3 separate regions of the Rattus norvegicus genome follow, and regions 2 and 3 are each linked to region 1. A link is a contact called in public Hi-C data. All regions are on one chromosome and are shown on one strand. The core of a region is the stretch at or near the end of the contact, and the rest is flanking DNA. Distances in the headings are between cores, read along the strand shown. Region 1 holds the start of Fhod3 (formin homology 2 domain containing 3). Region 2 overlaps Fhod3 (formin homology 2 domain containing 3). Region 3 overlaps Fhod3 (formin homology 2 domain containing 3).

Region 1 (3,934 bases), core at 1,026-3,525:
CTGCTTCCTGACCTGCTTGAGTTCCAGTCCTGACTTCCTTTGGTGATGAACAGCAATGTGGAAGTGTGAGCTGAATAAAACCTTTCCTGCCCAACTTGCTTCTTGCTTATGATATTTGTGCAGGAATAGAAACCCTGACTAAGACAATGGGTGTGGGGGAGATGGGGGCTATGAGCATTGTGGAGCGAATGAGGGGAATATGAGGTTTTGTTGGAATGAGGGGTGGATAAGAATGGTGTGGCAGAAATGGGAACATGAGAAGCAAGAGAAGACTTTTTCCACTGCCATCTTTGCACAACTCTCACACCACATTAACTACAAAGACTTTGCAAAAAGATCCTTGAATTCATATACTTTCTCAAAAACCTGCCCCTTCTACATACTTATACAACGCACAAAAGGAAAAGAAAAAGAAACAAGAGAAAGAAGCTGCCTTAGTTCCTTCCTTGTTGCTAAGATAAAGCACCTGGCACAGCAACTTAAGGAGGGAAAGTTTTCTTTGGACTCATAGTAAAGAAAGGGTCTAGACTTTTATGGCAGGGAAAGCAGGCAGCTGGAGTGTGAGGTGGCTACGTTGTTTCCACAGTCAGAAAACACAGGGATGGATGCCTGCGCAGCTTGCTTTCTCTTACTTAGGGCTCGCCCATGGTGGTAGCTTCATCCACAGCTCAGGGTGGGTCTTCTTTTCCTCACTCAAACTTTCCTGCAAACATCGTTCTATAATGCTTCAGAGGCATGTTACCATGGCGATTCTAAATACAGTCAAGTTGACAATACATATTAACCATCACAAATCCAAAAAAGTATGATTCCAGTATGGTGCATCACCTTGTTAGAGAGACTGGGGCAGGAGGATCATGAATTTGAGGCCAGGAGGAACTTCATCAATGCCTCTACCCTTGCTTTTGAGATGGAATCTCTTTACTATGTAACTTTGAATGTCCTGGGACTCACTATATAGATTAGGCTGTCGTCAAACTTATAGAAAGTTGCCTGCCTCTGCCTCCTGAGTGAGGTGTGCATTATACCCAGCTAAAAGAGCCACAAAGGAAATCTTCAGGATAGGGCCCTACATTGAAACACACACACACACACACACACACACACACACACACACACACACACACACACACAAACTTGTGGGGAATCCACAAAGAATGCATGTGAAAGATTCGAGTGAGGCTGCTAAGTGAAGGGCAAGGGTTTCTTTTCTCTTGAAACCAGAGAAAAGGGAGAGGGACGTACTATGGAGGCATCATGGGTGTGAAGAACGGCTGGATATATTGATTATTAGGGCGACCGAGAGGGATTAGGTATCAGTAATGTGATCTGGGAATGGAAAAGGTAGTCAGTTCTCTTTGGAAACGTAAGGGGTCGCCCGTGAGCAGCAAGGAGAACGGTGATCTGCTGCATGGTATTGCCAGCCTAGAGGAAGAAGGCAGGCTGTCAAGCTACATGCCAAGTCCCTGTTGCGAGGGAGGCCCCCTAACTCCCAGTCCGGTTCTTCTCCGCATCTTCACCATTCCGGGGTCTGACTAGAAGCACCCTTCTTTCTCTGTCGCAGAAGGTCAAGTTAGACCTTACTGAGGAGAGGGGTGATAATGGACAGGTTCAACTATAACTCTCAGGCAGCTGTCCGGGCCCAGTTTTGGGGTCGCCGAGCCTCTCTTTGCAGTCTTCCAATTCTCACTGCAGGTTCCCTGGCTCAAGAAATGCTGCTGGGATTCATAACCTCCGCTCCCCCCCCCCCCCCCCCCCTTCTTAGCTTCTTTTCACTCCGGCGCAAACCTCCCTGGAATCCTCTCCAGGGCTTAGGATCGCTATCTCCCAGTCACAGGCCTGCAGAGAGCTTTGCTCCCGGGTCTCTGGGTGCCCAGCAACAGGGAGACCGGCTCTGTCGCTCTCGTCTGGGAAGGGTTGTGCTGTGCCCTGTTCTAGGGGGAACATAGTCTGAAGACTGCCTTGTCCCCAGTCTAGAGCCAGCGCTCCGAGGCTGGTGCGTCCGTAACTGGGCGACCGGCACACGTGCAGAGAGCTCTGCGCAGGGGCGTTCCTGCGCGTTGATTGCTGCTAGGCTCAGGGCTGCCGACTCTGCGCTTGTAGCTCTCTCATTCCCTGTCCCTGCAGCGGTCGCGAAGGTCGGGGAAGCCCGGTCCGGTGGCTGGTAAACCGAGCAGGGGAGGAGCCCGAGGGGGAGCGGGAGGAGGAGGGGGCGCAGCCCCGCCCCCGCCCCGCCCCCCGTGGCCGGAGTCCTGGCTGCAGCCGGGCGCGCTGTAGCCTGCTAGCCCGCGAGCCTGTTAGCGGCGGCGGCGGCGGCGGCGGCAGCTTCTCCGCACACACCCGGCGCCCCCGCCTGCGCGGCCCGCTGACCCCGGGGCCCGTGCCCCACGGGGCAGGGATGCATCATGGCCACGCTGGCTTGTCGCGTGCAGTTCTTGGACGACACCGATCCTTTCAACAGCACCAACTTCCCAGAGCCCAGCCGGCCACCGCTGTTCACATTCCGCGAGGACCTGGCTCTGGGCACCCAGTTGGCCGGGGTCCATCGGCTGCTGAGGGCGCCACACAAGGTAAGATCGGGAGGGATAGGTGGGAGGCTGGAGACGCAACCCCTGCAGCTGTGCCTGCCGGGGTGAGGGCGCTGAAGTCGGGCTGAACTGGTCGAGGCCCTAGGGACACGCGCCCAAGGGCATATGCCACTGAGGCTTAGGCAAAGGGGCCAGGAGCACCCAGAAGCTAGCGCACGACTCTCTGTGCCTGGCGGGAAGGACAGCTCTATGCCCCAGTGCAGATCTTAGGGCGAGCGGGGCCCAGCAGGTGCCATGCCGGCCGGAGGCGGGTTGCATTAGGATCTCCGTGGCCTCTCCGTTAGCTCGGCCTGGTGGGCGGGGTGCAGCTTGGTCGCCCGGGCGATCAACCTGGGTACCCCGCCTGGCCCAGAGCCGAGCGCGGAAAGAGCCCTGGGGACTGCGGAACCCGGTTTTCTTGAAGAGAGCCCTGAAAGATGCCGGGGTCAGAAGCTCTGTTGGGCCTCCCTGGCACTGTGGGCGGCTGGGCGACCCTCGCGACAAAGCACGCTTTCCGGGAACACCTCCCCCTCTTCCCTCTGGGAAGGGGCGCGCACTGCGATAACTAGCGTTCACACTATCCCGTTTTTTCTTTTTTTCTTCCGAGGAGCAGGTGGCCTCAGGAACCTTGGAGAAGCAGCCCCTGTGGGAGGAAGGGCGGGGGCGCGGGCAAGGGGCGCACAAAGCCTCGGCCCAGGAGCCCCAAGTGAGTGTCCCCTGGGAAGAATGGCGTCTCAGTCCACCCGTTAGAGTTTTCTTTTCATGTCTTTTCTTTCTTTTTTAACCCTTTGAAGGAGGCCAGGCGTCTTGCAAAGTGATTGTGAAGAGCCAGGCATTGGAAGCTAATCATTTAGCTCCCCGGGAAAACCTTTCCTCCCGCTTACACAGATTGACTGCACCTTGAACGGTTTCCCTCCTTGATGTATTTTCTGTTTAGGTCCACATCAAAGTTTTGAGTTAAATAATTCCTTGAGAATCAACATGGACAAACATTTGGGAGAGAGAACTCTTAATTTCAAGAGCAAAAGTGATTTTTCGAAAAATCCTTGGGCTTTCGGTTAAGATGCCCACTTGTTTTGAAAGGAAAGTAGGAGGCCGTGCAAATGTTTGGTAGTGGTGCCCTCTTGCTCCCAGTTCCTTAGTGCTCCGTCCCTCCCACTAGTAACTAACCCGTTTGTTTTGAATGAGGATTGGGGCAGATCCCTCTCATTCCTTCCGTACTGGTGCGGAGTGGCTAGATTCTTAGATTCTTTCTGATCATGGAGCACCATACCCAGAGAGACAGAGGCTTAAGAATCGCTTTAGTAAGTTCCTGCCCCATCTTCAGCAGTGGATTCAGTTAAAAGTTTTTTTACAGTGTCTTCCAC
Region 2 (3,934 bases), core at 768-3,267, 250 kb after region 1:
GTAAGCCACCCCTGCTCCCCAAGACCAACTTTCTTCTTCTTCTTCGTTATCCTGTAGAGAATCTGTGGTCTGAAGTGTTTCTTCAGTTTCGGTAGCGATGACATGTGAAATGCATGTGTATTTATAGAAATGAAAACAAAATACTAATCATCGGCAGCCAGTCCTGACTCTTCGGATGGCAAAACAATTCTCAGCTAATGAGCGTGTAATTACAGCTGCCAGGAAATAGCTATTAAATAGATGGAATCTACTACACAGGCCAAGACGGCAGGAAGGGTGGGGGTGCACACTCGCCTGCTGCCTGTGGCCCTGCAAGGACTGTAAGGTTCATCTGTATCAGTGTACACGGGAGTGCTGCCAGCTCTAGGGGATGGGGAGTGGGAAAGGTCAGGTCAGAAGGCCAGGATACCCAAGACCATAAACATCTTACTCATTGTTAAGATTTTCTTCTATTAGACCTTCGTTTTCAGCCAGGTAGTGTCGTTGATGGGATGTTTCGTGGTTTTGTCCTTTGTGTAGGGATGGTATTTTAAGCATGTGTATATTATAAAACCATTTTTGTCTTTGAAGGCTGTGTCATCTAGTAGCATTTGTCAGCACTATGCCTTGTCATCATGACTGCTACTATTTCTATTCTCTCATCACCCTAAACAAATTCTGCATCCATTGGACAAAGCCTCCAGTCTCCCCTCAGCCCCTCTCTGGGTCTCTGAACTTGGCTGGTTCATTTGGCCGTTTCACGTAAGTTCAGGCCCTCCATGTGTGTCCGTCCTTTGGTGTTTGGCTTCCTCTGCTTGGCAGAATGTCTTTTATAAGGACTGTCCATGTTATGACATATATGACATATAGATAACCACACAGTTACTGCATTTGTACCTATTAAGAACACACACACACACACATACACACACACACATACACACACAGACACAGACACAGACACACACACACACACACACACACACACACACATATATATATATATATTTCAGGTTTGGGAGCCAGATAATATAGTGCATTTGCATAATCACTAGAGGTTAAATTACTGTGTTTTTTCATCTTTTAAAAGAAAGGTTATTTTTTTTTTCATGTTCCTTCTCTGTAAGTCAGCAAGTTTGGTTAACTGGGGATTATGGTCCCACGAGGAATGTTTCTGGTTCTGAATATTTTGGCACGTGTTGCCATTGCTCTAGATAATAGGTTCTCGACTTATGGCTTATGACCCCCCTTTAGGAGTCTCATATCAGACATCCTGCAGATCAGATATTTACATTATGATTTGTAACAGTAGCAAAATTACAGTTATGAAGTAGCAACACAGTATATTTATGGTTGGAGGTCACCACAATGTGCGGAACTGTATGAAAGGGCTGTGGCGTTAGTAAGGTGGAGAACCACTGTCCTATCTCATCAACTCATATTCTTAGAGGACATTCAGCAAACAGAACACTTGCAGAGAGTGTAGATTTAACTAGGGGGTTGGGCTAGGGATGATCGCCCTGGATCTGTACTTTAGAAGGTCTCCCCGCTGGAGAGCTTTAGTACAGATAGTACACTAAGAAGAAACAGAGGTCTTGTCCCGGGTTTGCTTTTTATGCTACACGAAGTGGAGATAGTAGCAGAATGTTCAGATTGTGCTTGTGAAACTGCCTGTGAAGCATGTGTCTGTGTATAGCTGGCTGCGAACCAGTGGGGGTGGGAAAACTGGTCTAGCAATTTGGATCCTAGATGCAAGCAGACCAGGCAGACAGAGACCAGAGTCGTCTACCCTGTCTCTGTCCATCTCACTGGAGAATGCGGAGGCTTAGTCTTCAGGATGCCAGCACTCTGGCTTTCCCTGTGCTTCTCCTTCGGTGTTGGCTAGCAGCAGGAACTGAGCTCTTCGGGAAGAGCCTGGTTGGGGGAAGGTTCACACCAAATGCAGGTCTTCATAGCAAGCTGTATGACTAGAGCATCACCGCCACCCGAACCAGACTCACACCTACATCTAGATAGCTCAGGCGGCGGAGGCCAGGCCTCAGGGAGGGATGGCAGAGGGGTGGCTCACGACTTCCAGCGCAGTGACTATTCTCTGTGACTGGCCTAGGAGGGCTGGCCTGAGCCACGTCAGTGTCTGGGGTGCTAGCTGTAAGGTAATCACAGGACACGCGTTCTGTGGGCCTCTCAGATAAGCAGCAGATCCCCACTCTGGAATATGACAAGAGAGAGAATCAGAGGAGTTTCTGTAAGTTAGTGCATGTCTTAAGCGAAGGTTTTCAAGAAAGTTAAAATTCAGTGGTTAGAGTTTTAAATACAGATACAGAATTAACATATTGGGACAAGGTTTGCTTCTGTTTAAACTCACAGAAGTGTGCTCCAGATTTTTTTTAGATGTTCTACCTTCCTGCTTATTAATAAGGCAGATTTGTGAAACGCCAACAGGTGGACATGCCTAATAGAAGTGCGCCCCCTCGTGCCCCAAACTTTACATAACATCCCTGCAAGCGCCTTGAGTAACATTAGAAGGGAAATGGTAACTTTTAAGCTGGAGAGCTCTGGGGAGTGTTCGGGTTAAGTCTCTTGTCTCTGTGAGTTCTTGGTAACGACTACAAAACAGAACTTTTCAAAAGAGGATCTAGGAATATGACAAAAGGTTCGGGAGGCTCAGACCTACTAATCGATTGCCATTTGGGGATCCTTATCTAGCTATGGCAAATGTAGACTAGGCAAGGTTGAGAGAGGCTGGGGCACATAGATGCTACCTAGTGGTGTAATGAGGCCATTTCTGTGCTGGTGGCTGGCAAGGGTCTTTGAAACCAAGCAGAAGGGTGAGAATGTTACTGGTGGGAAGGTGTGTGAACACGCCAGACACAGACATTGAGTCCTCTCTACACGGCATCAAATGATTTAAGAGGCTGACCATTTGGTGCCATAATGTCCTGAGGAAAGGAAGGCCGACTAGAAAGACCCACGTAAGTGTTCTTGAAGGACTCTTCCCACAGTGCTAATTAGTGTACATGTTCTGAGAAGATCTTCAGCCCAAAGTTTTGTAACTTCAGTTCTAGCTTGGTGGGTTTTTTTTTTTTTTTTTTTTTTTGCATCAACATTCCAGGGTAGGGAAAGGTTGGTACTATTTACTAAAATTGGAAAATTTGCATTGTAAATTCTGTTCGATGCAAGCAGGGAATTCAGAACTGTGACACCTCATCGGAGCTCTTTGTGCTGATTAAATTTCTGTCTCCAGGCCAGAATTGGCAGCTTACTCTACTTAATTCTCATGGAGTAATGGTGTTGAAAGAGTATTTCTTTGACAGTTGCCCTCGGGGAAAACTGGGCGAGGCTTGTTATTTAGGCCAGACAATCAAGTGGAAGAAAATAACAATAATGTGAACCGTAGGTCTTCATTTTACTCTGACATTACCAGCCTCCATTTTCAATATTTATAGGGGTGGGGAGGCTGGCGAATAGTGGAAATCAGAAAAGAACAAATCAACCTCAAAGTTCAGAGTGAATTTGAATGGTCCGATTTAAGTAAGTTAGAATCCCATCTTTAAGTTAGAAACCCTTCCCAGAAATCAGGATTGAGTATTCGTTATGGTGTGCTCATGTGTTCCTCTGTGTGTGTGTGTGCGCGTGCGTGTATGTCTGCATGTGTGTGGGCGCATGTGCGTGTGTCCATGTTCATTTGCCCAGTCATTGCTCCCTCAAGCTAACTCGGATTTGAAAAGTCATCGCTGGTGTCAGAGTCCTACTCTATTGTAGCTGAAGAGAGCATAGCCAGTCCTCATGATTCTGTTGTCTGCCTTTTCCGAGTGTCCACTCCCACAAAAGTACTCCTGTCTCCATTTCTTTTTTTTTAAAGATTTATTCATTTATTATATATAAGTACACTGTAGCTGTCTTCAGACACACCAGAAGAGGGCATCAGATCTCATTACAGATGGTTGTGAGCCAC
Region 3 (3,934 bases), core at 603-3,102, 140 kb after region 1:
ACTAACTTACTCCAGTATGCTTCTATTTAGGTCTCAGAACACAGGGTTGTTTATCTCTGTTGGCTCTCCCACCTGCTGATAGGACGCTCACTTTTTATAGCGTGGACAAGAAGCAAGCATAAGCTCACAATATGAGACAAAGCAGGAGAGGAAATGACAGCAGACAGGGTGTTGGGAGCGTTGCTGAAGCCTGGGTGCACGCAGTCACTCTGCCCTGGGCAGCTCAGAGCCAAGCACCTTGTCCTGTGCACCCTGCCTTCCTGACAACTGAGGGACTGGCTAGCCCTGGCCGCCTTGCTGCCTCCCGGGCTTAGGAACAATACCGGCATGCAGTACTCAGTGCTGAAGGAAAAGCAGTTAGGAAATATTCTGGGATGGAAGGAGAGGAATAAATGGGAGGCATTCTCAGTGTTTCCATTGATTTTTTTTTCTTTTGTTTTGGTCATATCTGTGGAATGGTAAAAATAACTATCACAGTTCTTTTAGTAGGAAATACTTCTTAATGGTATTTTACTAAGAGAGATTTGTTTTCCATTGGTATGGCTCTAACGCATTGGATAAACCTCCATTGTGTGTGTGTGTGTGTGTGTGTGTGTGTGTGTGTGGTATGTGTGTATGTGTGTGTGTGTGGTATGTGTGTATGTGTGTGTGGTATGTGTGTATGTGTGTGTGTGTGGTATGTGTGTATGTGTGTGTGTGTATGTGTATGTGTGTGTGTGTGTGTGGTGTGTGTGTGTGTGGTGTGTGTGTGTATGTGTGTGTGTATATGTGTGTGTGGTGTGTGTATATGTGTGTGTATGTGTGTGTGGTATGTGTGTATGTGTGTGTGGTGTGTGTGTATGTGTGTGTGTATGTGTATGTGTGTGTGTATGTGTGTGTGTATATGTGTGTGTGGTGTGTGTGTATGTGTGTGTGTGTTACATGTGTTCCCACACATGTGTGTGGATGCCTGGGCACATGTATGTAGAGGCCAGGGATTGATGTTGAGTGTCTTCTCTATCACTTTCTGTCAGACTTCCTAAGAAAATATGATAGGGGTTGGGGTCTCCCATAAACTTGGAATATCGTCTAGTCTGGCTAGCAAGCTTGGGGCGCTCCCTTCTCCTGCCTCCCAGTGCTGAGATTATAGGTTACACAACACCCAGCTTTCGCATGTGTCCCGAGGGTCTGCGCAGCAAATATTCTGTCTACTGAGCCATCTTCTCAGTCCCTAAGCTTGCATTTATAAAACCTCTTTCAGTATCACAGTTTAGTAAATGTGTCTAAGGAAATAATTAAAAAACTAACCAGGCATGGTGGCACACACTTGCAATTCCAGCACTCAGGAAGCTGAAGCAGGAAGATTACGTGTTCCAGCCTGGGCTATGTAGTAAGATCCCAGGAAACCCTAATCCATGCCCTGCCGTCTCAGACTCCGGGATGAGCCAACGGCTACCACAGCACACACTTTTCAACAGCACAGACCTTGGTTCTGGCTGGTCCGATGGCAGGTTGAGCAGACTGGGCTGTGGCGTTCAGGAGAGCAGCAAACATGCCCTTTTCCACTTGGAGTTGGTTCTCCTGCCCTTCCCCCATCGGGTGCCATCTGACTGACGAGAGCCAGCAGTCAGACGGGAGTATACAGGGCCCTGTACCCTTCTGCAGAATCTCTGTGTGTAAACATAACTGAGAAAGACGTGTACCTCCAGAGTGCACCTTGCATATGCCTGCATATTTTTATCCGCCACCTGTACTTTTCCAGTGTTTTCCAGGCCCCCTGTGGAGTTAGTGCAGCCTTGGTTCCTGTTGAACTGCTTTGTTCTGAGCAGTGAACGGTGACAGGTGAGCCTGACTCTGGCTCCTAGGACAATTATAATTAACCACGAGCCTCAAATAAACCCCTTAGCTATGCAAGATTTTCCCTCTTCGTGTGACCTTGGCTGGTCTGAGACAGATCAACTTCTGACTGGTGATTGCAGCAAATGCAGACTATCGCTCAGGGAACAGGGAGCCGTGCGTTATCAGACCAGGGTTACAGGCTGTGTATGCCGATGGTTTCCCCTCTCTCCTTGAGAGATCAAGAGGGAAAGCTCCATTGGATGCATGCAATAGAAAATATTTAGGATAGAGGGGCCGAGGAGATGACCCAGTCTGGGGTTGGATGGAAGTATTGTGGAAAGCCAGACATGGGGGACACACATCTGTAACCCCAGAACTGGGTGGAAGGAGCGTGGCAACAGGCAGATCACTGAAGCTCCCAAACTCAACTGATGAGCTCCAGGTGCAGTGAGAGATCCTGTCTCAACAATAAGATGGGCAGTGATTGGAAAGGTACTCATGCCAGCCTCTGGTCTCCCCATGCATGTTTACATACATGTGTGCACATACTATGCTCAGGTGCACACATGCACGAAGGAAAGTATTTAGAAACGAAATGGTTATTTTGTGTGAGTGTGTGTGAAACAACATGGGCTCCTGCGTCATGGATAAGAATAAAAAGAATAGGGTTATAGACATCAAGCAGCTTGCAAGTTTTAAACAGATTATCAAGGTTCTTCCTGGAATGGCGGGGAGAGGGTCACTAGCCTATGGCTTCTCCATGTGTGGCAGTTAATGGTGGGGTCAGAGAGAGTCCCACTCCATCGCCTTCTTGTACTGAGTTCTGAGGGTTGAACTCAACATTGTAAGAAAGCCCTGCTAACTCCCTGGTCTTCCCCAGCCACATGGGAAAGAATCACAGAACCAAGAGTAACACCTTCTTTCTGTCATGAGATGACTTGTCTCACGCAATTTATTCAGTGTGTCCAGTATGAGTAGCCATCTCTTGTCTCTTCCCCCAGCTAACCTCCTAAAGGGCCCTACTCACAGAGCACTGTAACCCATTGAGTTAGACTCTCTTCCCACCCCTACCTGCTGAAGCTCAGCTTTGTCTCTATCCTCCATTCCATCTATCTCCATCTTCCTGTCCTTCTTGTCACTATCGCAAAAGTTTAGCTATCGCACAGAAAGAGACAGGCTGTTCATTCACGGTGTACTCACGGTACTTCAGCGAGTTCTCCAGTGCCAGAGGAATAACCTGGTGTTGGACTTGGCTTTCTTGGCAATCTGACACCGCATGAGACATGGCCATGCAGATGACTCAAGGAGGTTGAAAGCATCTCCTAGTGGGTTGTCCTGTGTCCCTCATTGGCAGTTACAGATATTTGGTAGGGTTGTTGGCTGGGAGAGCATCTTGGCTGGGGAGAGCATCTTCAGATGTGGTTCAAAGCTGTGTAGTAAACACAAGCTTTGTTAAGAATATCTAGTTTTTGTAAGAATTTTGGCTTGAATCCAAACATGAAAGGGTGTCTGAATCTAGCAATAAAAAGTCAGGGTGTTCAGAAAGCAAAGAGGCAGCTTTTATAATTTTCTATTATTGCCAGATTTTTAAAAAATCCCACAAGTCTTGCTTGAGAGGATGAGAGTGGAGACGCCACTGCCGAGTGGGAGGGGACAGATTGTAATGTGTCTGGACTTGAATTTCTCCTGTCTGAACCAGGTAGCTGAAGCACTTACCCTCCCTCCATCTTCCTGGGAGTGATCCCTGAGCTTAGAAAAGCTAACCTGGCTCACAGTGTCACTCTCAGAAGTCATTTAGGGAGGGCCTCTGTCTCTGCTTCATCGTGTTCTGTGTCGTGGGCAGACGTGGGCATAGGTAAACGGTAGCCTCATAATGCATGCACTACTTAATGTATTAATGAGTCTTAACACTCCGATGATCTAGAGAGCCCTGGGGCTATACGGATGGGAAAGTTGTAGAATCTCCAGGTGCGAGAGGAACACCTAATAATCCATGCAGAAAAAAGAGGAACCAGGTAGCTGAAGCATCTACCTGGCCCATCCCTTCCTGTATATTTAAATCCAGTGCCTTCTGGAGTAGAGCCACGAGACTGGATTGAAGCTGTATGCTATTGTA

Evidence for each region. A called contact is a pair of places that touch in the nucleus more often than the background predicts.
Region 2: a Hi-C map of frontal cortex shows a contact between it and region 1, with 4 times the contacts expected there. The contact joins the enhancer-like site here to the promoter of Fhod3 in region 1. A contact is called at or near these places in 10 of 12 Hi-C or Micro-C datasets (the A7r5 cell line, Schwann cells, frontal cortex and 5 more) and 1 of 1 datasets of contacts at active chromatin or transcription factors (oligodendrocytes).
Region 3: a Hi-C map of kidney shows a contact between it and region 1, with 2.2 times the contacts expected there. The contact joins the enhancer-like site here to the promoter of Fhod3 in region 1. A contact is called at or near these places in 2 of 12 Hi-C or Micro-C datasets (Schwann cells and kidney).

The regions. Positions count from the first base shown.
Region 1 is chr18:16,265,736-16,269,669 of GRCr8, forward strand. Fhod3 (formin homology 2 domain containing 3) reads left to right here and starts at 2,276. Exons shown (of 28, transcript NM_001415720.1): 1 at 2,276-2,570. The coding sequence starts at 2,406.
Region 2 is chr18:16,514,359-16,518,292 of GRCr8, forward strand. All of the region lies in intron 5 of Fhod3 (formin homology 2 domain containing 3), which reads left to right. LOC134482922 (a long non-coding RNA gene) reads right to left here. Exons shown (of 4, transcript XR_010059653.1): 4 at 3,871-3,934. Among named protein-coding and RNA genes, the nearest start is that of Tpgs2, 250 kb to the right of the region's middle. Within about 2 kb of position 2,018, at least 6 of the 93 cell types and tissues checked have an H3K27ac peak or open chromatin away from gene starts, as enhancers often do.
Region 3 is chr18:16,403,814-16,407,747 of GRCr8, forward strand. All of the region lies in intron 3 of Fhod3 (formin homology 2 domain containing 3), which reads left to right. Among named protein-coding and RNA genes, the nearest start is that of Fhod3, 140 kb to the left of the region's middle. Within about 2 kb of position 1,853, at least 4 of the 93 cell types and tissues checked have an H3K27ac peak or open chromatin away from gene starts, as enhancers often do. A contact at or near this core is called in kidney, where this site is marked.